Linked DNA regions of Sus scrofa: regions 2, 3 and 4 are each linked to region 1. The links are chromatin contacts, called in public Hi-C and HiChIP or PLAC-seq maps. All regions are on one chromosome and are shown on one strand. Each heading gives the region's core, a stretch centred on a gene start, on an enhancer-like site or on the middle of the called end of the contact. The rest is flanking DNA. Distances are from core to core; before and after follow the strand shown. Region 1 overlaps PDE3B (cGMP-inhibited 3',5'-cyclic phosphodiesterase B). Region 2 overlaps LOC106507279 (a long non-coding RNA gene). Region 3 holds the start of PSMA1 (proteasome subunit alpha type-1). Region 4 overlaps LOC106507279 (a long non-coding RNA gene).

The links. Hi-C and Micro-C count contacts between places; a contact is called where the count stands out from the background. HiChIP or PLAC-seq counts read pairs in DNA pulled down with a chosen protein or histone mark.
Region 2: a contact with region 1 is called in a Hi-C map of liver, with 5 times the contacts expected there. The contact joins two enhancer-like sites. A contact is called at or near these places in 3 of 47 Hi-C or Micro-C datasets (blood and liver) and 1 of 2 datasets of contacts at active chromatin or transcription factors (alveolar macrophages).
Region 3: a contact with region 1 is called in an H3K27ac HiChIP or PLAC-seq map of alveolar macrophages. The contact joins the promoter of PSMA1 here to the enhancer-like site in region 1. A contact is called at or near these places in 4 of 5 promoter capture datasets (fetal liver, fetal skeletal muscle, liver and 1 more), 28 of 47 Hi-C or Micro-C datasets (alveolar macrophages, blood, embryonic fibroblasts and 13 more) and 2 of 2 datasets of contacts at active chromatin or transcription factors (alveolar macrophages and skeletal muscle).
Region 4: a contact with region 1 is called in an H3K27ac HiChIP or PLAC-seq map of alveolar macrophages. The contact joins two enhancer-like sites. A contact is called at or near these places in 1 of 47 Hi-C or Micro-C datasets (blood) and 1 of 2 datasets of contacts at active chromatin or transcription factors (alveolar macrophages).

Annotation. Positions count from the first base shown.
Region 1 is chr2:44,503,631-44,509,019 of Sscrofa11.1, forward strand. The region is part of intron 1 of PDE3B (cGMP-inhibited 3',5'-cyclic phosphodiesterase B); the gene reads right to left. Among named protein-coding and RNA genes, the nearest start is that of PDE3B, 110 kb to the right of the region's middle. Within about 2 kb of position 1,916, at least 18 of the 83 cell types and tissues checked have an H3K27ac peak or open chromatin away from gene starts, as enhancers often do. A contact at or near this core is called in alveolar macrophages, liver and retroperitoneal adipose tissue, where this site is marked.
Region 2 is chr2:44,663,416-44,668,808 of Sscrofa11.1, forward strand. LOC106507279 (a long non-coding RNA gene) reads right to left here. Exons shown (of 7, transcript XR_001303160.2): 6 at 338-372. Among named protein-coding and RNA genes, the nearest start is that of PDE3B, 52 kb to the left of the region's middle. Within about 2 kb of position 2,741, at least 19 of the 83 cell types and tissues checked have an H3K27ac peak or open chromatin away from gene starts, as enhancers often do. A contact at or near this core is called in liver, where this site is marked.
Region 3 is chr2:44,738,636-44,744,022 of Sscrofa11.1, forward strand. PSMA1 (proteasome subunit alpha type-1) reads left to right here and starts at 1,467. Exons shown (of 10, transcript XM_003122965.4): 1 at 1,467-1,603; 2 at 3,385-3,429; 3 at 3,989-4,090; 4 at 4,477-4,580. The coding sequence starts at 1,601. It overlaps LOC106507279 (a long non-coding RNA gene), which reads right to left and starts at 1,394. Exons shown (of 7, transcript XR_001303160.2): 1 at 741-1,394.
Region 4 is chr2:44,682,981-44,688,304 of Sscrofa11.1, forward strand. It overlaps LOC106507279 (a long non-coding RNA gene), which reads right to left. Exons shown (of 7, transcript XR_001303160.2): 4 at 4,876-4,920; 5 at 2,429-2,525. Among named protein-coding and RNA genes, the nearest start is that of PSMA1, 54 kb to the right of the region's middle. Within about 2 kb of position 1,996, at least 12 of the 83 cell types and tissues checked have an H3K27ac peak or open chromatin away from gene starts, as enhancers often do. A contact at or near this core is called in alveolar macrophages, where this site is marked.

The DNA.
Region 1 (5,389 bases), core at 666-3,165:
CAGTCAAAAAAACACTTGCTGCTTTCCATTGTAGGTTATAGTTTTGCTTGGATTTTTCCAATTGAAGAGAAATAGAAAAAAGGAAAGAATTTGGTTAGATACAGAATGAACCTACAACACATACCTCTTTACATCAGTGAGCTAAAACAGAATGCTTTTACTATTGCAAACAATGTTCACTGGTAATGTAATTTTTTTAGTTTTTAAAAATTATGAATCATTTTAATATATTTATCTAATATTGGTAGTGCATGCCACTTACAGTGAATACATAGTGGATAGTGCATGGATATTAAAAGTTTAAGGAGTTACCATTGTGGCTCAGCAGGTTAAGAACCCAACTAATATCCATGAGGATGTGGGTTTGATCCCTGGCCTCACTCAGTGGGTTAAGGATCTGGTGTTGCTGCAAGGTGCAGAGTAGGTTGCAGATTCGGCTCAGATCCCACATTGCTGTGGCAGTGGCGTAGGCTGGTGGTTACAGCGCTGATTCGACCCCTAGCCTGGGAACTTCCATATGCCATGGCTGTGGCCCTGAAAAGACCAAAAAAAAAAAAAAAAAAAGTTTAAGAAACATCAGTAGAAGCCTCATTCTTCCTATATAATGTATAGCCCTTTTAAAATTTTATTTCCAAGTATATAGTATATGCTTTGTATGTAAACTGTTCCCAAGTCCATTAAAATGTAGGCATCTAAAGTTCAATCCCAATGCCAAAGTAGATCTTATAATTTAAATATAAGAATAAATAAATAATTGAAACATGGCTAAACTTTGAATAACAGTAAAGCAAGAAGTTACGGTGACGATGATATGTTCTCAAATCATGGTTCTATTATAAGATTTAACAAAAGTATGAAATTTTAATGGCTATTTTTAGGGGCTCTAAATATTATATTTGTTTCCATCTAAACTCAAGTATAATACAGTTATTGAAAATTATTATATATTTTCACACACTGTAGTTACCTGTTCAAGATAATTTTAAAAATAGCATTTTATCATAAATAACATACCAGGTGCATACTATTAAAAAATTCTTTTAGTTGACATGATAAAGTAAACCCAAGACTGTGCCTTTATATAAATTCAGCTTTTCTTTGTGGTTAAAAAGTTGAATCCTGATAAAAGTTTCTGTTTGAATATGTTTATAAGTCCAACATGCTTCACAGAGCTCTACAAAACCACCAATACCACAGTGAAACATCAGCAGCACAACCAGGAGATGTTATCAGGTTCAATTACGTCAATGAGGTTTTATTTCATTGTTCCCCATGTAGCCAAAAGGAAAAACATATATGTGTCCTCAAGTCAAGCTTACAGAACTGTGATATTTATGTGAAATTTGAAAGATTAGCCATTATGGTATAACTCTGAATTAACTGTTAAAGCATCCTTTATTCTCGTGTTTCTTGTTGATATTTTACTTGAGCTTCATGTATAAATCTAGGCTAATGAAACTGATTGAATTTTAGCACTAACAACTTTTTCTATTTTTATGCCTTCCACCTTAGGCCCATTTAACTCTGTTTATTGAATATAAACCAAAAATACAAAATAAATGGACAGTCAAAAAGCTAAACTAACCAAAATGGTACTTTCTACTAGTTGAAAGTACAAAGATAGTAACCCTGACCCTTGCATGACACAGAAGGGCCCCAGCCAGAAAAACTGAGAAGCAGGGGAAAAAAAGGGGGGGGGAGAGTGGGTGGAGACTAGCATTACTTAGAAACTAATTTCATTTACTATTCTTACTAATCAATCAAAATATATGATTACAGCTGTGGTGGCTTAGACTGCAAGCTATGCACCAGCACTGTTAGATTCCTAATACCTAATGTCCTCTTTAATCTTTACTAGAATTCTTTGTGGTAAGCCTTATTTCCTCATTTTGCAAATGACACAACAGAGACTAAAAAAGGTGAAGTAAGCTGCCCAGGGTCACATGACTAGTAAGTGGCAGGGACAGAAATTAAATTCAGATCTGCCTCATTCCAAAGCCTTAAGGATTCTTAACCATTATGCTACATCATCTTATAATTATCATTTACTACTATTATTATCAACAGCACTATGTGCTAGTAATACAGCAGGTGCTTGGCAGCCATGTAAAATCACAAGTTTTGCAAGTAACCCCTTTTATGTATGGAGAAGTTGAGGCTTAGTGATTATATTAATTATTCTGCATTTGCCTTCCAGATCCATTCTTTGCCTTCCTGTGCTCTCTGGGGAGACAGACCCCTATGCTCTGCATCTCCTGAGCTCCCATGCAGCTGATTTCCGCTCAGATTGAGAGATGATGACAGCAGGAAATGAGTTTGGGAGGAGAGAGAGATGAAGGTTATTTTTTCTCTGCTGCCTCTGCCTACACACCTGTGTCTCTGGTAATAACTGTAGTTCCTCCATGACTACAGCTCTTAGCAGATGGTCTTCCCTTCACAACTTCAGCTGTGACTCTGGAAACACCATTTCCACCCTTGTTCCTTCAGCCTCAGGTGAGATAATAGCTTTCCATAGTTACTTGTCTCTAGTTGCCTAGCCACCTCTTGTCTATCCTATTAACCCTGCTCACTCGCTCAAAGTGGATTCATCATTAAAATCTTTTTATTGGAACCACCTTGGAATGAATTCTATTTCTCCCTGAACCCCTGAGTAATACAGGGTCATTGTTAACCAAGTTCTTCTGTCAGATGTCAGCTAATAAATCACAGAGCTAGAATTTGAATTTAGATTTATAACCCTCCAATTTTATCCCCTTTCTATTACTATGCTGAAAGGATAATTATTTTAACTTTTGATGAGACCTTTCTTTCCAAAACTCATAAGTTAAAAAAAAGTCATCAAATTATCAAACTGCCTTCCGATACCCCCATCCCACACTCCCTGCATTTCATTCTGTTACTACAGATGAACTTCACCAGGTCTAGTCAATGGCACTAGATCCAATCCCCTGGATTCTATCTGAGGATATTTCACAAGCAATTTTCTCCCTCTTCCTTACTTCATCATTCTTTTTTCTTGCTACTAAATCATTCCCATTAGACTATAAATATACTGTAGTTCCTCACATCTCTCACACACGTTCTCATGATCATACTCACACCCAGCCGTTTCCAATTCTCTGCTCCCATTTATAGCAAAATTCCTCAAAAGAGTGATGGTTACTTTTTGTTTCCAATTCCTCTCCTGTAATTCTCTCTTAGCTATTCTGGTTTATTTTGCTGGTCCTTCAACATGCCAGTCAACTCCGAAAAGGATTTTTCTAAACCCATACTGATAATAAAGTAGCACGTAAAATATACATGTAAGGTTTTTTTCCTGTTAAGTGTACAAAACCAGAAATAACAATATTTAAAGGGACAAGGGACAAATATAAGTTGAGTGGAGCAATATATGAGAGTACTGAGGTCACTTATTATTTGAAATAGGTAGAACTTTAACCTGTAAAAATACCAATTAATCTCCATATTCTATTGACAGCATGAGACTTTTGTTTTTATCATTCGATGTTCTGAAATTGAGTAAAACACATACTTTCTTTTTTTTTTGGTCTTCTTGCGTTTTCTAGGGCCGCTCCCTCGGCATATGGAGGTTCCCAGGCTAGGAGTCTAATGGGAGCTGTAGCTGCCAGCCTACACCAGCAACGCGGGATCCAAGCCATGTCTGCGACCTACACCACAGCTCACAGCAACGCCAGATCCTTAACCCACTGAGCAAGGCCAGGGATTGAACCGGCAACATCATGGTTCCTAGTCGGATTCGTTAACCACTGAGCCACAACGGGAACTCCCTACTTTTTTTCCTAACCCTAATATTTTTCAGACTCATTTTAAAATTTTAAAATTGTTATAAACATCATGGTCTAATTGTGCTAAAGGGAATTCAAGCAGAGACTGTCATTTTCCAAATATAATATGGAAGAGCCTCTATTTTACCAGTATTCTTAAATCTCTTGTTCCCTCCAGATGTTTTCAAGTTTTCATCTGCCTGCTTCTCTTCTAGACCTCCTGTGTCCTTCCTGGATATGTAACATGGCACATGTCCCAACCGGTTTCTCTAGCTTATGATTGAGCAAAATTTTATCTATATCCCTGACATGGACTCTACATTCCCACCAAAAGATACATATTCTGGGGAGTTCCCATTGTGGCTCAGCAGTAATGAACCCAGCTGGTACCCATGAGGGTGCAGGTTCGATCCCTGGCCCCGCTCAGTGCGCTAAGGATCTAGATTTGCCATGAGCTATGGTGTAGGTTGCAGGCAGGGGTTGGATCTGGCATTGCTGTGGCTGGCAGCCGCAGCTCCGATTCGACCCCTAGTCTGGGAACTTCCATATGCCACAGGTGGAGACCTTAAAAAAAATAAATAAAGGGATACATATTCTGGGGAGAATGTATCAAAAGTAACTGGAAAAAAAAAAAAAGAAATGGGACTCTAAACATATAACCTCTCTCTTCCTCCTACTGTGAATAATGTTTTCTTTTTAAGTTGCTATATAATTTTCAGTACAATTTAAGCAAGATTTTAAATAATAATAGCTAATATTTAAAAGATCTTACAAATGTGAAACATGTGAACAAATCAGGATTGCGTGAGGAATTTCCTAATAAATATTCTAGAATTCGAACCACCATTTATGAACAAGACCAAAAGAGAACAAAAGGTTTCTCACCTCAATCACAGGAATATGCTACAAACTTGACTCCAGTCTAGAGAGAAAACCAGGAGATCACAAAAACCTTCTGGGGAGATCTGAGTTCAACCTAAAATAATGGTTTTATCACCAAATCTAAATCATCTCCATCTATATATATGACAACTCAAGCAGACTGATGCCAGAGCCCAGGGTCTCAAATGCTGCAGTATAATGCTTCTCATCTGCTTCAACTCAGAGGAGGCTGAGTTGCTTCCCCACCCCTACCCCAAGGCAATCAACTCTATCCAGCTCACATATCTAAAAGATCCACAAATTGCACAGATGTTCAAGTAACCAAAGGAACTTGTTGGCCTAGGCATATTTACCCTCTGCTTAAGAAAGCAAGTACATTTTTTCCCCCTCTGATAGTCCTTTAGGCTAAAGAATCATGAACTAACCAAAGACACCAGGCTTACTGATGTAGTAGTTACATAATTCGTACAGAGGAAAATAAGATGCAAGTTCCCTGCTTGGAAGCCCCTTTGTTTAGGAATTCTGCTTCTTGGCTTTTCTGAGGTCTATGACTCTCTAATACGTTTACACAGGCCCGTGACCTTTGTATTCCCAAATAACACAAAGGAGAGTCCTAATGGTATTTCACCATGGACAGAGAGTGTATTTCATCATCAATTTGTAATTTCTGTCTCAAGAGTACTTGAAGAGGGTAAGAATACTGCTGTAGGAAAAAGCTAAAA
Region 2 (5,393 bases), core at 1,491-3,990, 160 kb after region 1:
GCATTGCTATGAGCTGTGGTACAGGTTGCAGACACAGCTTGGATCCCACATTACTATGGCTGTGGTGTAGGCCAGTGGCTACAGCTCCAATTCGACCTCTGGGAACTAGGCCTGGGAACTTCCATATGCCTAAAAAGAAAAAAGGGGGGGCGGAGAAGTTTATAGTTATACCTCAAATGTCACATTTCATCCTTTGCAACATTTCCTATAGCTTTAACCAAGGGTGTCCATTCTTTCAGAATGATCCTTTTAGCATGTTAGCTCCCTTTAACCTTGGGAAGTATAAGATTCATGTTCAACATGTATATACATAGACTGTCATGTTTTACTAACTCACCTTTAAATCATTTTTATGGAGATGAAGAGGTGAGTCTGTTGAAGCAGAAAGAGAAAAGGTTATAACCTGGGTAACCCTGGGTTCTTGTGTCAGCAGGGGGAGGACAAGAGAAAGCTAGTCCTGGGTAAGTTAGGGGCCAGTGATGGAGCCTAAGCTGTCAGGCTTGGAAATTTGACAAGCATTTATAACCCAATTAACCAGTAAAAATGGTCATTGACGCTCCCCAGAGAACTGCTGTCTGCACTGCCCAATCACAGTAGGCCTTCTGCTGTAGTACAAATATCTTCTGTAACCCTTCTTCCACTCCCAGCTATTTTAAGTCTTACTCGAGGGGTTATGGTGGCGTGTAAGGTTGTTTGTCTCTGCAGTAAATGATCCCAGTGCATTTAACCATGTGAAAGGCGTCAGGAACACTAACATCTGATCCCTTGTCATGGGACCCTAGCCTGGCTCAGTACAAGTGCCAGCTGGAGGCAGAACAGGGCTCAAGGGCAGAGGCAGAATGGCATATGAGGAAGAAGACCAAAGGTCAGTCACAGAGCAGCTGTATCACAGGTGAGATCTAAGGGGAAACGGCTGGACTAAAAGCAGGAAGCAAACAGAAGTTCAGGAGCCAGAGGAATGCAAGAACACATCAGGAAGGGGTGTGCAAGACAGGAAGAGAATCAGAGCTTTGACTATGAATGAGGCTCATTCTTTGGGGGAGCTTGCCCTGTGGTGCTTGGGTGAGCAGGAAGGAGTTAGGAAATGCAGGGTGGGACAATCTTAAAACAACAACAACAACAACAAAAACCCAAAACACATTATCACACAGCCTATTAATTGATGCTCATTTTGATGACTGTAAGCCATCCAGAAGAGGTTAAATGTGGTATGACCCATTTTAAAAGGGAAGTGTATATAACATTTTAGCAAACTCTGTGAATAATATGGCAAAAAGAAAAAAAAAAAAAAAAAGAGGCTCTTTTACCCTTGAAAGGATAACCTTCAGCTGCCAGGAAAATTCACATATATGTAATCCCACATTGCCTCCATGTAGCTATGGCAGTGATTCAGAAAAGCAGAGCCATAGCTTTTTTTTTTTTGGCTGTGCCCACAGCATATGAAAGTTCCCAGGACAGGGACTGAACCTGTACCATAGCAGCAACCCAATCCGTTGCAGTGATAATACCGGATCCTTAACTGGCTGTGCCATAAGAGAACTCCAAGATTTTTAACTTTGGATATCTCCATTCCTCCCAGCTAGAGTGACAGCTATTTTCCTTTCTCCTTCATTTTGGAATTGTAAGGTGTATGTGTGTGTGTGTGTGTGTGTGTGTGTGTGTGTAAAATATATTATGTATAATATATACATATATATGTATATATGTACATATAATGTTATATATATTATATATATTATAATATATTTATATATATTATATATATAATATGTTATATATATATATATACACACTCTTTTTTTTAATTTTTAGGGATGCACTTGCGGCATATGGAGGTTCCCAGGCTAAGGGTCTAATCGGAGCTACAGCTGCTGGCCTACGCCACAGCCACAGAAACGCCAGATCTGAGCCATGTCCGCAACCTACACCACAGCTCACGGCAACGCCAGATCCTTAACCCACTGAGTGAGGCCAGGGATCAAACCTGTAATCTCATGGTTCCTAGTCAGATTCATTTCTGCTGCACCATAATGGTAACTCCTAGAATTGTAAGGTGTATTAATATTCTTATATTGCTTTGATCCAATTTAGAAATTTTGAAAACTTTCAAGGAAAGATTACAAGGAGCTGGCATAACTTATGTATTTATTTGCTATATCCAGGGCCCTGTGACACTGAAATTGGCCCCACTGGGTAATATCACTGAGGGGTAGGAGAAAGGAGGGGTTGGGGGTTACTCCTAACAGACAGAGCTCTGAGGCCATATGGAGCAAGAAAGGAGAGCCCTGAGGGAAAGAGGCTGCTGTTTCCAGAAGCAGAAGTGTGGGAAAGAATGCTTGGCAGATACCCACCACAATCTATCAAGCTCCCACAGGTAATATGTGAAACAGCAAGGACCTGAACCCACGTTTTTCTCTTTATGAATGTTTTCTTTTTTTTTCTCCTATTGATGTGTCTCCTTTACTGAGGAAAACATTTACAATTGCTGCCAAACTCCCAGTGTTCCACTCTGTCTACCCTCTCTCCTACCCTGCTTTTACCCCCAGCCTGGAGTCCACTTGGGTGGAAAGGCAGCGTATAATGGGCCCAGAGTTAATCATCTGCAGGTTTCCCCTGATAAGTCACAGTATGTTTGCTGCGCTCCTTCCAAGAGTCAACAGCAGCTGTGGGGATGTGCCGAGAGTAGCCTATGGCATTCAGAGCGCTGGCCCAGATGGGAGGCAGTGTGCTGGGGAGCCTATCTGAACAGTACCATCTGGAGTGCCTCTGTTGCCCTGAAGGCACTTGTCTGCGTCTCCAATGGACACAGCTTAGAGATGCCAAAAAACGAGCCAAGTTCGCTGGATGGACAAATGGCCTGACGTCAGTGGAATTTGCTCATAATTTGGGCCTCATGTGTGATGTACTGTCTGAACTCAAAGAGCTATCAAAACAATCAGGGCAGAAAAGGAGAAGCAAGAAGAAAAAGTGGAGGAAAAGGAGGAGGAAGAGAAGGAAGAGGCACAAGAACAAGTAGACAAGAAGAAGGAAGATGACATTAGGACATGGCCAAGAGCTGTGGCAGGACAGGTTCAGCTTTGACTCCTGGGGCCAACGGTCCCTGTAAGTTTGTTGAAGGCATCAGTGCCAAATAAAACATGGCCTTTTAAAGCACTGAATTACGTGAGTGTAGAGCTGTTAAAATCAGTGTAGCAAAAATCCAGCTGGGTTTGGCCAGTGCCACAAAGTACAAAATGATGATCACTTGTTCTGCCAAGAACCAAGGTTCCCCAGACGTGGTGGCCTGAGCAGAATTATTTGAATATATGTCCATTGTTTAAAACAAGGAATTTGCTATTAAGAAATAGACATCTGTTGTTGTTGTTTTTTCCCCCTTGCTCTGGGTCCAGAGGCAGATTTATTGGGAAACTACAGAGCCTTTCACTTGCATGGGTCTGGTCCTTGTAAGTGCTGGGAGGCTCTAGGAGTTACAGATTGTTCCAGATAAGGAGAGGAAGGCACGTTACAATCAAGAAGACTTTAAATATAAGCATTTCTGGTAAATTGCCTAAACAGACCTTAGCAGAAAAGAACCAAATCTCCAAGATTTCAGTAATTTGTTGTGAATTTCTCATTCTAAACAAAATTCATTTGCATATTTATTTTTAAATTTGTAATTCTCTATTATTTTTATTAATGAGAGGCCAAATATTATAAGGCTTCAGGCCCCACAAAACCCTAATCTGTCTCTGTGAGCGTCCCTTGCTTTTCTACTGGTCATCACATCTTAATTTGCTTTTGTGAAAAGTCCCTACTACTCACTAGGTGGGAAGCATGGAACCCAGACCTAGCCAAAAAGAGAGGAAATGACTGGTTTTGGAATGAGCATGTGATCCAATTTGGGCCAATGAGAATCAGAGCCAAGAGTTTCTACTGTGCAGCAGAAATGGATCTGATTAGTATCCATGAGGATTCTAGTTCCATCCTGGCCTCACTCAGTGGGTTGGGGATCTGGCATTGTTGCTGAGCTGTGGTGTAGGTTGAAAACACCTGCATTGCTGTGGCTGTGGTGTAGGCTGGCAGCTGCAGCTCCAATTCAATCCCCAGCCTGGGAACTTCCATATGCCACAGGTGCAGCACTGAAGAGCAAAGAAAAAAAAAAAAAAAGAGAGAGAGAGAGAGAGAAAGAGAGACAGAGAGAAAATTGGGGCCAGACTTTTCACTGGATCTCTGCCACAGTTGTTAAGTTGCAGGAGTGAAAGTTTGACATTACAGTTTTGCTTCTACAAAAGGAAACTACCTGAGAATAAAAGTAGCATAGCTGAAAGCAGAGCTGAGAGATTAAAAATAAGCCAAATTCTCATAAGGTCACTTTTTGCCCCTGAAACCAGCTATATTGAAGCTGGTAAACAGAATCCCGGGCTTTTCAGATAGACAGGTCGATTAAGCTCTCTTTTTCGCTTAAGCTAGTATGAGCTGGGTTTTTGTCATGTGCAACTGATTGAGTCTTGACTAATACAGGTCCCACTGTGCTAGGGAAAAAACCTATTATTTCAGTTCAGAAGATGGTTTTTTATTGCATTTGCCTCTTCCCGCCAGCAACTGTATTGAGATGTAATTGACATATAACATTGTATAAGTTTAAATTATACAACCTGATTTGATACATGTTATCTATTGTGAAATGATTACCACAATAAGGTTAGTTAACACATCCATCACTCACATTACAATTTTTCATATTTGCCTCTTAATAGTTATAATAATAGATATGCTTATTGAGCACTCTTATTAAGGGCTTATGTAACCCATTGTAGCCTACAAGCAACCTTGGGAGGTGTGCACTATTACCATTACACCCATTATACCAAAGAGGAAATTCATGCACTAAGAAGTTAAAGTAACTTGTCCAATTGGTCAAGTATCGCCAAAACAAGTATCTCAGACTTGAAGCCAGGTTGACCCTGTCCTTCCGGATTTTTTCAGCAAATATTTATTGAGCACCTACTAGGCACTGAGGATTTAGGGATGAATATGACACAGTTCTTTCTAAAAGCTAAGTATTGGAAGGAGGTTGGATGGGAGACAAGGTCAATAGTTCTCATGAATGGACTGACTTGGAATCACATTAGAGGGAGATGCCAACTCATGGGAGGGAGTGAGGAAGCTCATTAATGAAAAACTGTGGATGAGGTGACAAGGAAAACTGGTCTTGAGGTGCCAACAGGAATTCCCCGGCAGAGAAGAGACAAGAGCATTCCAAGCGGATGGAACAGTTTGTTCAAGGCTAGAAACGCAATAAAGGACATGACTTGTCTGGGAAATAGCAAGAATTTTGGTGTGGCAATGATGATTTTTGAGAGAGAAATCTTAAAAAAATGGGTAGAGTCCAGCTCACAAATTCTATGTGTGCT
Region 3 (5,387 bases), core at 217-2,716, 230 kb after region 1:
GTTTTTTTTTGGCTGTGCCTGCATACAGAAGTTCATGGGCCAGGGACTGAACCTGTGCCACAGCAGTAACCAGAAAACTTTAGGTCCCTAACCTGCTGAGCCACCAGGGAACTCCTTTTTTTGTTTGTTTGTTTGGTTTTTGTAACACTTTTAATAAAATTCTTAGAAATAGCCATTTCACTAAATCCTTTGATTTTCAGGAATTTATTCTAAAGGAGTATAGATGTACACATAAAAAAATATATCAAGCAGCTCATAAATGAATTTCTTGGGAGAGGGATAATTTTGGTTTTTTTTAGGGCTGCACCTGTGGCATATGGAAGTTCCCAGGCTAGGGGTCCAGCCGGAGCTGCAGCTGCGGGACTATAGCGCAGCTCTCAATAACGCCAAATCCTTAACCCACTGAGAAGGCCAAGGATCTAACCCGCATCCTCACGAGGACAATGTGGATCCTTAACCCCCTGAGCCAGACAGGGAGCTCCAGGAGAGGGCTTAAATATTAAACTTAAATATTAAACAATGGGGGTTTCGGTAAATAAAATATCATATGTTCACAATGCAGAATATCGGGAATCTTGTTTAACCTAGAAAAATTTTAATATAAAAAAGTGTCCAAAATACATGTGACAAGGTTTTTAAAGTGCGATACCAACTTGCTCTAACTTGAACAAATCATTTAAGGGAGCTGAGTCTCTTCATTGACAAAGCTTAGATCCTTAAAGACCCCTTTCAACTCTTACCTGAGTCTAGGTACTCATCCTTTCTTCTTCGTAAAGAAAAGAACTCATCATTGGCAGTCAGTAAATTTTAGGTTGGCAGCTGTTTGTAGAGCTATCCTAAACTATTTTCTCTGAGAATTTACTAAAAGATGTTCGCAAAAAGGAAAATACCTATTTCGGAAGAAGATGTCCCTCAGTTGCCTATTCTTTCAGGCATCGTGCTTGGTTTTGACGGCAAAGACATTAATGCCCTCAAAAAGTTTAAAGTCTGATAATAATGATAGTGATCAGTGACAACAACGCCTGGAAAATAAGGAGTAAGGAAAAGGATTCCAAAGTAGAAAGAAAATCATGTCCAGAAACAAGATACTCCAGGAAGAGTACCGTTGACACGAAGAAATGGACCATTATTTGTGGTCTTTTTTTGCAGTCCTGTTCTTCTCGCTACCCAACACCACAAATCTCTGTGGACGCTGAATGAGAGGCTGAGCAGTACACCAGGAATCTCGGGTGCATCCGGCCGGGCCGGTGAGAAACTGACAGGAATCTACAGCTCACAGGTAACTTCTCTGAGGATCCAAGAAAGGCGACTTGATAGTGGCCACCCAGCGACTATTAGCTCCCGCGGGCGTTCCTGGCCCAAATTTTCCCGCCAATGTGAGTTTCTCAGATTTCCCAGGCCCCGCCCACTCCCGAGCGGGCGGAGAGCTTTGAGGGCGGGGAAGCGCCGGAAGCCTATCGCTATCTCTAGAATAGACTGCTCTACCCTGCGCCGACGCATAGTCCCGCAGACTTCTCTGCAGATCGCCGAGCGGTAGTTTCGGCAGCGCTCCTTGATCTGCAGGTTTACCGGAGGCCGTGACTAGGCTCTCGCCGGAACCATGGTGCGTTGGATTCCGAGCTCAAACAGGGTTGGGGCACAGGCCCGCTGGCTGGGGGTTGGCGAGTGATCTCTCTGTCACTCTTAGAGCGGGCCGGGGCTATGGGACATGGGAACCTCAGCCGATGGGGGGTTCTGGAGTGATTCAGCATCTCTGGCCTGGCCGGCACAGGGGAAGTCGGTAGTCGGTGCGGCCTTTCCCCTGGGTTTGTTTCGCTTTCCATCCGGCCTTGAACAATACCTCCTCGGTCTGCTAGCCGAGTTCGCCCCTCAGTTTCCTTCAGTCGAGTAGATTCCGAGCGGTCCAGAGGGGCCCCTAGTGCTCTGTGTGAGAGAAAGGAAAAATTGGGATTTGACTTTTGGAATCTCCCTGTATAGCCAATAGCAGAGTTGAGAGCTCAATTCTCTTTTAGAGCTCAATCAGAAAAGGCCTTTTTTCAGTCACTTATCCAGTTAAGTATTTTTATGAAAGAGTAAACTGAAGCTGATAGAAGTGATAGAATAAGGGTTACAATATAGGGCTCAGAGCTTCCAGTCCTATGTCTACCATTCCAGCAGTCAGCCTTCTCACCCTAATGATTGGGCTCCCAAGTACTGTGCTGGCAGACTCATTTTAAGCTGTCTTTAAAGCTGTAATGGGTCCGTCTCTGTGGCTATTTGTGTCCACTTCTGACTTTCTGGGGACATTCTTGTGTGTACTCATTCTATAACAATGTTTTAAATGCACTGTTTTAACTACAGTGAAGGTTCAAAGATAAATCAGACACGTCCCTAATCGTAATATAAGGTCGAAAAAAAAGGTGTAGATAAAGGAATGGTAGGAGTATGTGTTGGGATTTGGGGAGGAAAGATGGAGAAGGCTTCAAGAGGTAGACATTTGAGGTATTTAAGGAAAAGGAATGCTTTTTTTTTTTTTTTTTTTTTTTGTCTTTTTGCATTTTCTAGGGCGGAATCCGCGGCATGTGGAGGTTCCCAGGCCAGGGGTCTAATCTAATCGGAGCTGTAGCCCCGGTCTACGCTAGAGCCACAGCAACGCAGGATCCGAGCCTCGTCTGCGACCTACACCACAACTCACAGAGGCGCCAGATCCTTATCCCACTGAGCAAGGCCAGGAATGGAACCCGCAACCTCATGGTTCCTAGTTGGATTCGTTAACAACTGAGCCACGACAGGCACTCCAAGGAAAAGGAATGCTTTTGATCGTATTAGGTCTTGGTATCAGGGAAGAGAATAAGCCAAAGATAGAAAGGAGAGTGGACACATAGGAACTTTAGTAATTGACTGAACTCAAAGGCAGTGCAATGGACAGTGGTAGAATTGGAATTTGGGAAGATAGGTCCCATCTGGCTCTGCTCTCCCCTCCCTCACAAGCTCCTTGTAAATGTAAAATTGGCTTGCAACTAAGTACAGTAGAAATCTTCCAATGAGGTTGCAGTAACAACCTTTCATTAATGTTGGATGGAAATAGACTAGAAAATTATTATTATTATTATTTTCTTTTTTTTTGCTTTTTAGGGCTGCACCCAAGGCATATGGAAGTTCCATAGGGGTCCAGTCAGAGCAGCAGCTGGAATCTGACCTATGCCACAGCTCATGTCAATGCCAGATCCTTAATCCATTGAGCAAGGCCAGGAATCAAACCCTTGTCCTGATGGATACTCGTTGGGTTTGTTACCAATGAGCCACGATGGGAACTCCAGAAAACATTTTTGAGTGATAGAGCTTGTTAAGATTTGGGTTTTGTAATGTTCTTGTATTAACAGATTTTTTTTCATTTACTTTCAGTTTCGCAACCAGTATGACAATGATGTCACTGTTTGGAGCCCTCAGGTAAAATGTTTTATACTGTTTCTACAAAGTTGCTTTTGGTGGCTGCAACTTAAAAATGTTTTGGATAGTATGCTGTGAGAAAATATAATCATTTTAGACATTCCTGTAAGTTTCCTAGTTTTAAAGAACATCGTTTGAGGTTTAGCTATTCTTACCTGAAATTTGGGATCTCTGAGTTAATTTTTTTTCTGCATTTGATCATATGGGGATATTTATGTCATTTTTAAAAAATATAATTGTTTAAAAATATAGTTGTTTTACAACGTTGTACTAATTTCTGCAGTACAGCAAAGTGACCCAATCATCCATATATATATATACACATTCTTTTTCTTGTATTACTTCCATTGTGTTCTGTCCCAAGAGGTTGGATATAGTTTCCTGTGCTATATAGTAGGATGTCATTGCTTATCCATTCTAAATGTAACAGTTTGCATCTACTAACCCCACACTCCCAGTCCATCCTACTCCCTCCCCCGTCCCCTCTAAGTTAATTTTAAATCCATGAAAGGGTCTTGTACAATGACTCTAAGGTGTATTGGGTTTTTTTCCTTTTTAGGGCAGGATTCATCAAATTGAATATGCAATGGAAGCCGTCAAACAAGGTTCAGCAACAGTTGGTCTGAAATCAAAAACCCATGCAGTGCTGGTTGCATTGAAGGTAAGTAAAGCAATAAATATATCTTCCTCTTTTAAAAAAGAGCTACTGGGAGTTCCCATTGTGGCTCAGCGGTAACAAATCCAACTAGTATCTATGAGGATGTGGGTTCGATCCCTAGCCTCACTTAGTGGGTCAAGGATCCGGCATTGCTGTGAGCTGAGGTGTAGGTCACAGACACAACTAGGATCCTTTGATGCTGTGGCTGTGGTGTAGGCCAGCAGCTGCAGCTCCAATTCAGCCCCTAGCATGGAACTTCTATATGCTGCAGGTGTGGCCCTAAAAAGCAAAACAAAAAACAACAAAAAACCCAACTATCAAATGTAAGTCTCACTATGTAGATAATAAATTATAAACTTGTTTTTCTGTCTTAAATAATGTCTATTTAGAGGGCACAATCAGAACTTGCAGCTCATCAGAAAAAAATCCTCCATGTTGATAACCATATCGGTATCTCAATTGCGGGACTTACTGCCGATGCTAGACTGTTATGGTGAGTATGATCATGAAAAACAAAGGAAACATCTCTTGATTCATAATTGATTATATTCTAGAAAAGATCCAGATGTTTTACAGGTATTCTATTCTGCCAGAATGTTTAGAAGATTGTGTATACCTTAGTGAAGTTGGGCTCAGTTACTCAGTATCCCATTTCTTGATCCTCTGTGTAGTAACTAATAGAATTAGCCATACTAATATTAATGCCTTTGAGAAGTCATTCAATGATGTGATACTTGTTAACTCAGTGTATAGTGTTTGATATTATGTCTGAGAAGAGCTTGACACTTTTGTTGGGTTTGCGAGGATCAGATGAACCACCTTTGCTTTCTCTAATACACCAGTATTTATTTGATGTTTATTTTTTGCAAAGCTCAGTACTGGATGCTGCAGGGTGTAAAAAGTGAATGAGATATAGATCTCATCTTCTAGGAAATTAGAATCAGTTCTATGTCTAATACACAGAAGAAAGTGGAGAGTAACAGGTATACTTCTGTATGGGACCAGATAGAGATTATTTCTATTTGAGAGGCATTATGTAAATGAAGAACTGACATTTTGGAATCACACAGACTTTAGTTTCCACTTTTATTTATTTGTTTATTGTTTTTATTGACTTTTTAGGGCCGAATCCATGGCATATGGAGGTTCCCAGGCTAGGGGTTGAATCAAGCTGAAACCGCCAGCCTGCAACACAGCCATGGTAATGCCAGATTTGAGCTGCATCTGCGACCTACGCCACAGCTCATGGCAACACTGGATCCTTAACCCACTGAGCAAGGCCAGGGATTGAACTTGAGTC
Region 4 (5,324 bases), core at 746-3,245, 180 kb after region 1:
AGAAAGATCGGGACACTTCATTTGGGTGCAAGCAGGAACAGGGGCTGTGATAGAGTAGCCATGTCTGCCACATATATTGAAGTGCCATATGAGTGATGACAAATTCGCTGTGATTACAATCCCAGCCCTAAGGTGGATGATCTTACATTTTTCACAGTTGTTTCCCACCTGTTCATTTCCCAATGAGGCAACAAGTTCTAAGGAAGGCAACATCATACAGTGTAAGGAGCACTGGAAGCTGAGCTGAGGAGCTTTTCTTTGTCTTCTGAAAGGTAACTGGTGGGATGGAATGAGCTCAGGTGTACAGTATCAGAGGGAAGGTTTTGGAGGCAGGCACCAACTCTTCCACAAATTATTTGATCCTGTACATGTCACAGCTGATTCTTGTTTTCATAGTAGTTATGTTCTATGAAGTCTCTGCAAACACTGAATTAGCAAACACTGAACTACTACTTATAGGAAAAATACAGGGCTAGGTTCCTGCAAGCCTCCAGTCACAACATATTCATTAAACAATCAATACACAACTTTGTCTTATGTGTTTCTATTCGAAGACACCTTATTTAAAATATATTATTGACCTGCTAACATTGAACTCACAGTCAACAGCACTATAACTCACACCTGAAAAAAGCTCGTCTAACAAGCACACTACAAAAGGAAAACTTGGAGTTCCCATCGTGGCCCAGTGATTAACGAATCCGACTAGGAACCATGAGGTTGCGAGTTCAATACCTGGCCTTGCTCAGTGGGTTAAGGATCCGGCATTTCTGTGAGCTGTGGTGTGGGTTGCAGACGTAGCTTGGATCCTGAGTTACTGTGGCTCTGGCGTAGGCTACAGCTCCGATTAGACCCCTAGCCTGGGAACCTCCATATGCCTCAGGAGTGGCCCTAGAAAAGGAAAAAAGACAAAAAAAAAAAAAAAAAAAAAAGGAAAACTTGTTTACAGTGTAATCTGAAACAAGAAGGGAGAGCAGTTGTCTTGTTTGCTTCAGCTGGGAATATGCACCTAGGACAACTCATGTTTTTTCACTGCTCTGCACTGTCTGTGAATAACTAAAGTGCTGAGAGTAGTGATTTGGGGTTACAAATAAATTTTAGTGAGTAGGCAAATTTGCAAATACGGAATCCACAGATAGTGAGGATGGACTGTACTTACCCTCTGGTCGACCTCGGTGATGGTACCTCCCTCACAATACAGATTAAATGAAAGTATGCACAATGCACCACATGATTCTAGTTAGTGCCTCTTTATACCACATACTTGCATTTTCACTTTTTGTACCTTGTCTGCCATGCTCAATCCTGAGAGATAAGTAGATACCAAGAGACTTCCGACAAAATGTGCCTTCTTTATTCCTGGAGCATAAATCAAAAACTACCTACACAAGCTCAAGTAGAAAAAGAGGTAGTCTGAGGAAAGCAACCTAAGTGACCATCAACAGATGAATGATACATAAGATGTGGCATGTATATAAAATGGAATATTAGTCTTAAAAAGAATAAAACACTGCCATTTGCAACAGTGTGGGTGGACCCACAGGGTAATATGCTTAGTGAAATAAGTCAGACAAAGACAAATACCATATGTTGTCACTTATTTGTGGAACCTAAAAAGTAAAACAAATGAATACAACAAAACAGAAACAGACTCCCAGATATAGAGAACAAACTAGTAGTTACAAGTGGGGTAGAGGAGTAAAAGATACCAACTACTATGTGTAAAGCAAATGAACAACAAGGATATATTGTATAACACAAGAAAATATAGCCATTACTTTGTAATAACTTTAGATGGAGTATAATGTATAAAAATATTGAACCACTAATTGTACACCTGAAACTAACATAATATGGGTAAATCAACTATACTCAATTTAAAAAAAGAAAAAAGAAAAGGAGATCTATGAACAAAAGGCACTCTCTGGGGGCACTAAAGTGCAAGAATCAGCACAGAGAGGACACCCTGGGATGAGACTGAAACAGGAAGATTAGCTGTAGTTCCATCTGTCACATGGTTGCATCACCCCCCAGCTCTGCTCGTTTCTGAGCATATGCTATATGTTTCTACCTCTCTCAGCAGACAGGTTTCCTCAGATTTTTCTGGCTTCCTTGCACCCTCATAATTTTGACTCGTGTGGTTCTGGTTTCCGTGGAGCTGACTCCAGCCTGACTCCACCTGGCTGGTGCACACCAGTCATTTTTGCCTGTCTGCTACACACTCCCACTTGTGGTAACAGAGGAGCTTACTGTATGTCAGGCTCCAGGGTTGGCCTGTGACCCAGGCAGGGCCACTGACTCTATTTCCTGAGAATCTGATGCTTTCTTAGTTATCTTCTATCACTTCTGTCATTACTCTGTTTATCTTTTTGCTGCCTCATGGGTTTTGTTTGCTCAGAGCTCTTGCTTATTTCTAGTTTCTACTTACTCATGAAGTCTCAACACTGACTTCTCTCCAAGTCTTTCAGCTTCTGCTCTCACTGATGATGATGGCACTGATGATTTATTCTCTCCAGTTCTGATTCCTGAAAGAAAAAAAAATCATTGGTACAGTTAATTGCTATTTATCTGTGCAAAACTGTCATGCCAGGATACCATTAAAGGCTAATATCCAACTATTGACCAGCTGCTCCCAGGTAAGTGCCTGCCACTGTCCAACAAGTTAGGCCAGGTTGTGGGGGTTAGAGGAGTGCATATGGCATTAAGTGTGGTCAAACTAAGTTTAAAGTTTTATATCAAGCTGATTATTCAGATGCTATCTTTTCCTATCACCCCAAGTCCAATCTATGAAAAAATCCTATTAGTTCTACTTTCAAAAGATGTTTAGAATGTAATCGCTTTCTCACCATTCCCGCTGCTACCACTTTGCTCAAAACCATACTCTTCTTACTTGCTTTGCTTCAGTAGCCTGCTAAGAGGTCACTTGCTTCTACACAATGCAAATGAGAAGTAGTGAAAATACAGCTAATAGTAGCCAGAGTGATTCTTTTAACACCCGAATCAGTTCATATCATTCCTTTGCTTCAAGTACTGCAAAGGCTCCCGATTTCACTCAGAGAAAGAGCTAAAGACCTAGCCTCCAGTATACCTTGACCTCATCTCTACCACTTTCCCCCTTACTCACTCCACTTCAGCCCCACCTGCCTCTTTGCTTTTCCTCTAGTCCACGCATGCCCCCACCACACGGCCCTTGCTCTAGCTGCCCCGTCTGTCCTGAAGCACACTTTATACAGTTACTGGCTTGACCAATTCTTTTAGATCTTTACTCAGATCTCACCTTCTCCACAAGGCCTGCCTGAACAAACTATTCAACACTACAACTGTAGTATTAAATGCAGAACCGTAAGTTCTGCAGCAGGAGACACTACAGTTCCCCACATACCCATTCCCTCTTACGCTGCCGTACTTTGTGTTCCTGGACTTATCACTTTCTAACATTCTGTGTAAATTACACCTATTATTTATTGCCTATCTCTTCCTGCTAGAATGTAAGCGCCACAAAGACAGAGACCTTTGTCTATTTTGTTCCCTGATGTGTACTAAGGATTTAGAATGGTGCTTGGCCCAAGCACTCCATAAATATTTGCTGAATTGAATTGAATTCCTCAGTAGGGAGCTATAAACATGGCAGGTACACTAAGACTTTTCTACACAACATAAAATATCTCTTTCAGTGAAATGTATAGAACTAAGTATGCATATTAGAAAAGAGGAAAAGTCTGTGATCCTTAATTTAAGCTCCTATACAAGAATCTAGAAAAAGAGCAATATAAGCCTAAAGCAAAAGGAAGGAAATAACAAAGAACAGAAATCAATGAATTTGAAAGGAATACTAAGAATAGCTCTGTACACATAAATTTGACAACTTAGATGAAATGGACCAGTTCCTTGAAAAGCACAAACTAGCACAATCTATCCAATATGATATAGATCATTTGAATAGCACAATTCAAGGAAATAGACCCATTAAGGAAATTTACTACTTACCTATTAATATAACTAAAATAAAAAGTAACACCAAATGCTAGTAAGGATGCAGAGAAACCAGACCACTCATACATCGTGGATGGGACTATAAAAAGGAACTCTGGAAAACACTTTGATAGTTTCTATAAGAACTAACGTGCAACCACCATACCACCCAGAAATCACACAACTGCAGTCCCAGGCTTTTATACCAGAGATACCTTATGTTCACAAAAATCTGCACATGAATGTTTATAGCAATAACCAAAAGTTGGAAACAATACAGATGTACTTCAACTGGTGAACTGATACATGCAAAATCTGGATAAATCAATCTCCAGAGAATTATGCTGAGTGAGAAAACTCAAAAAGTTATTGTATGATACCATTTGTAGAACATTCTTTTTTTTTTTTTTTTTTGGCTGTACCCATGGCATATTAGAAAAGAGGAAAAGTCTGTGATCCTTAATTTAAGCTCCTATACAAGAATCTAGAAAAAGAGCAATATAAGCCTAAAGCAAAAGGAAGGAAATAACAAAGAACAGAAATCAATTCAGTCCCCCAGGCCAGGGACTGAATCTGAGCCACGGGCACAACCTACATCACAGCTATAGCAACACCGGATCCTTTAATGCACTGTGCTGGGCCAGGGATCAAAACTGCACCTCTGCAGGACCTGAGCCATTGCAGGTGGATTCTTAACCCACTATACCACAGCGAGAACTCCCCATGGAACATTCCTGAAATGACAAAATTACAGAAATGGAGAACAAATTGATGGTTGCTGGGTAAGAGCCTGGGCTGAGGTAAGGAGAATGGCAGGGAGGTGAGTACAGTTATGAAAGAGGGATCCTTGAGGTAATGAAAATGTTCTATATCAATACCAATATCTTGGTTGTGATACTGTACCTTAATTTTGCAAGATGTTAACTGGGTGTATTAGTCTGAGTTCTCCTGAAAAATAGAGTATAGATCAATTAACTTGGCTTATTCATAGAGGAAAATGGTAAAGTTACACCACTTGCATGGTTCACAAGTGCCAGGCACTACTCAAACACTGTCCACAAGAGACACAAACATGTGAAAGCAAACAAGCGAGGCAAGTCCATCTCTGCTAAGTATCCCTTCTCACACTGGGCAAGTCCTCATTTCCACAATGGTCAACAAGAAACAAAAACAGATTTTAAAATAGTTGTTACAATCAATAGACAAAAACTAAGGTGTTAAAAAGCAATCACATTTCCGGAGTTCCCGTTGTGGTTCAGTGGTTAACAAAACTGACTAGTATTATGAGGATGCAGGTTTGATCCTGGCCTTGCTCAGTGGGTTAAGGATCCCACATGGCTGTGAGCTGTGGT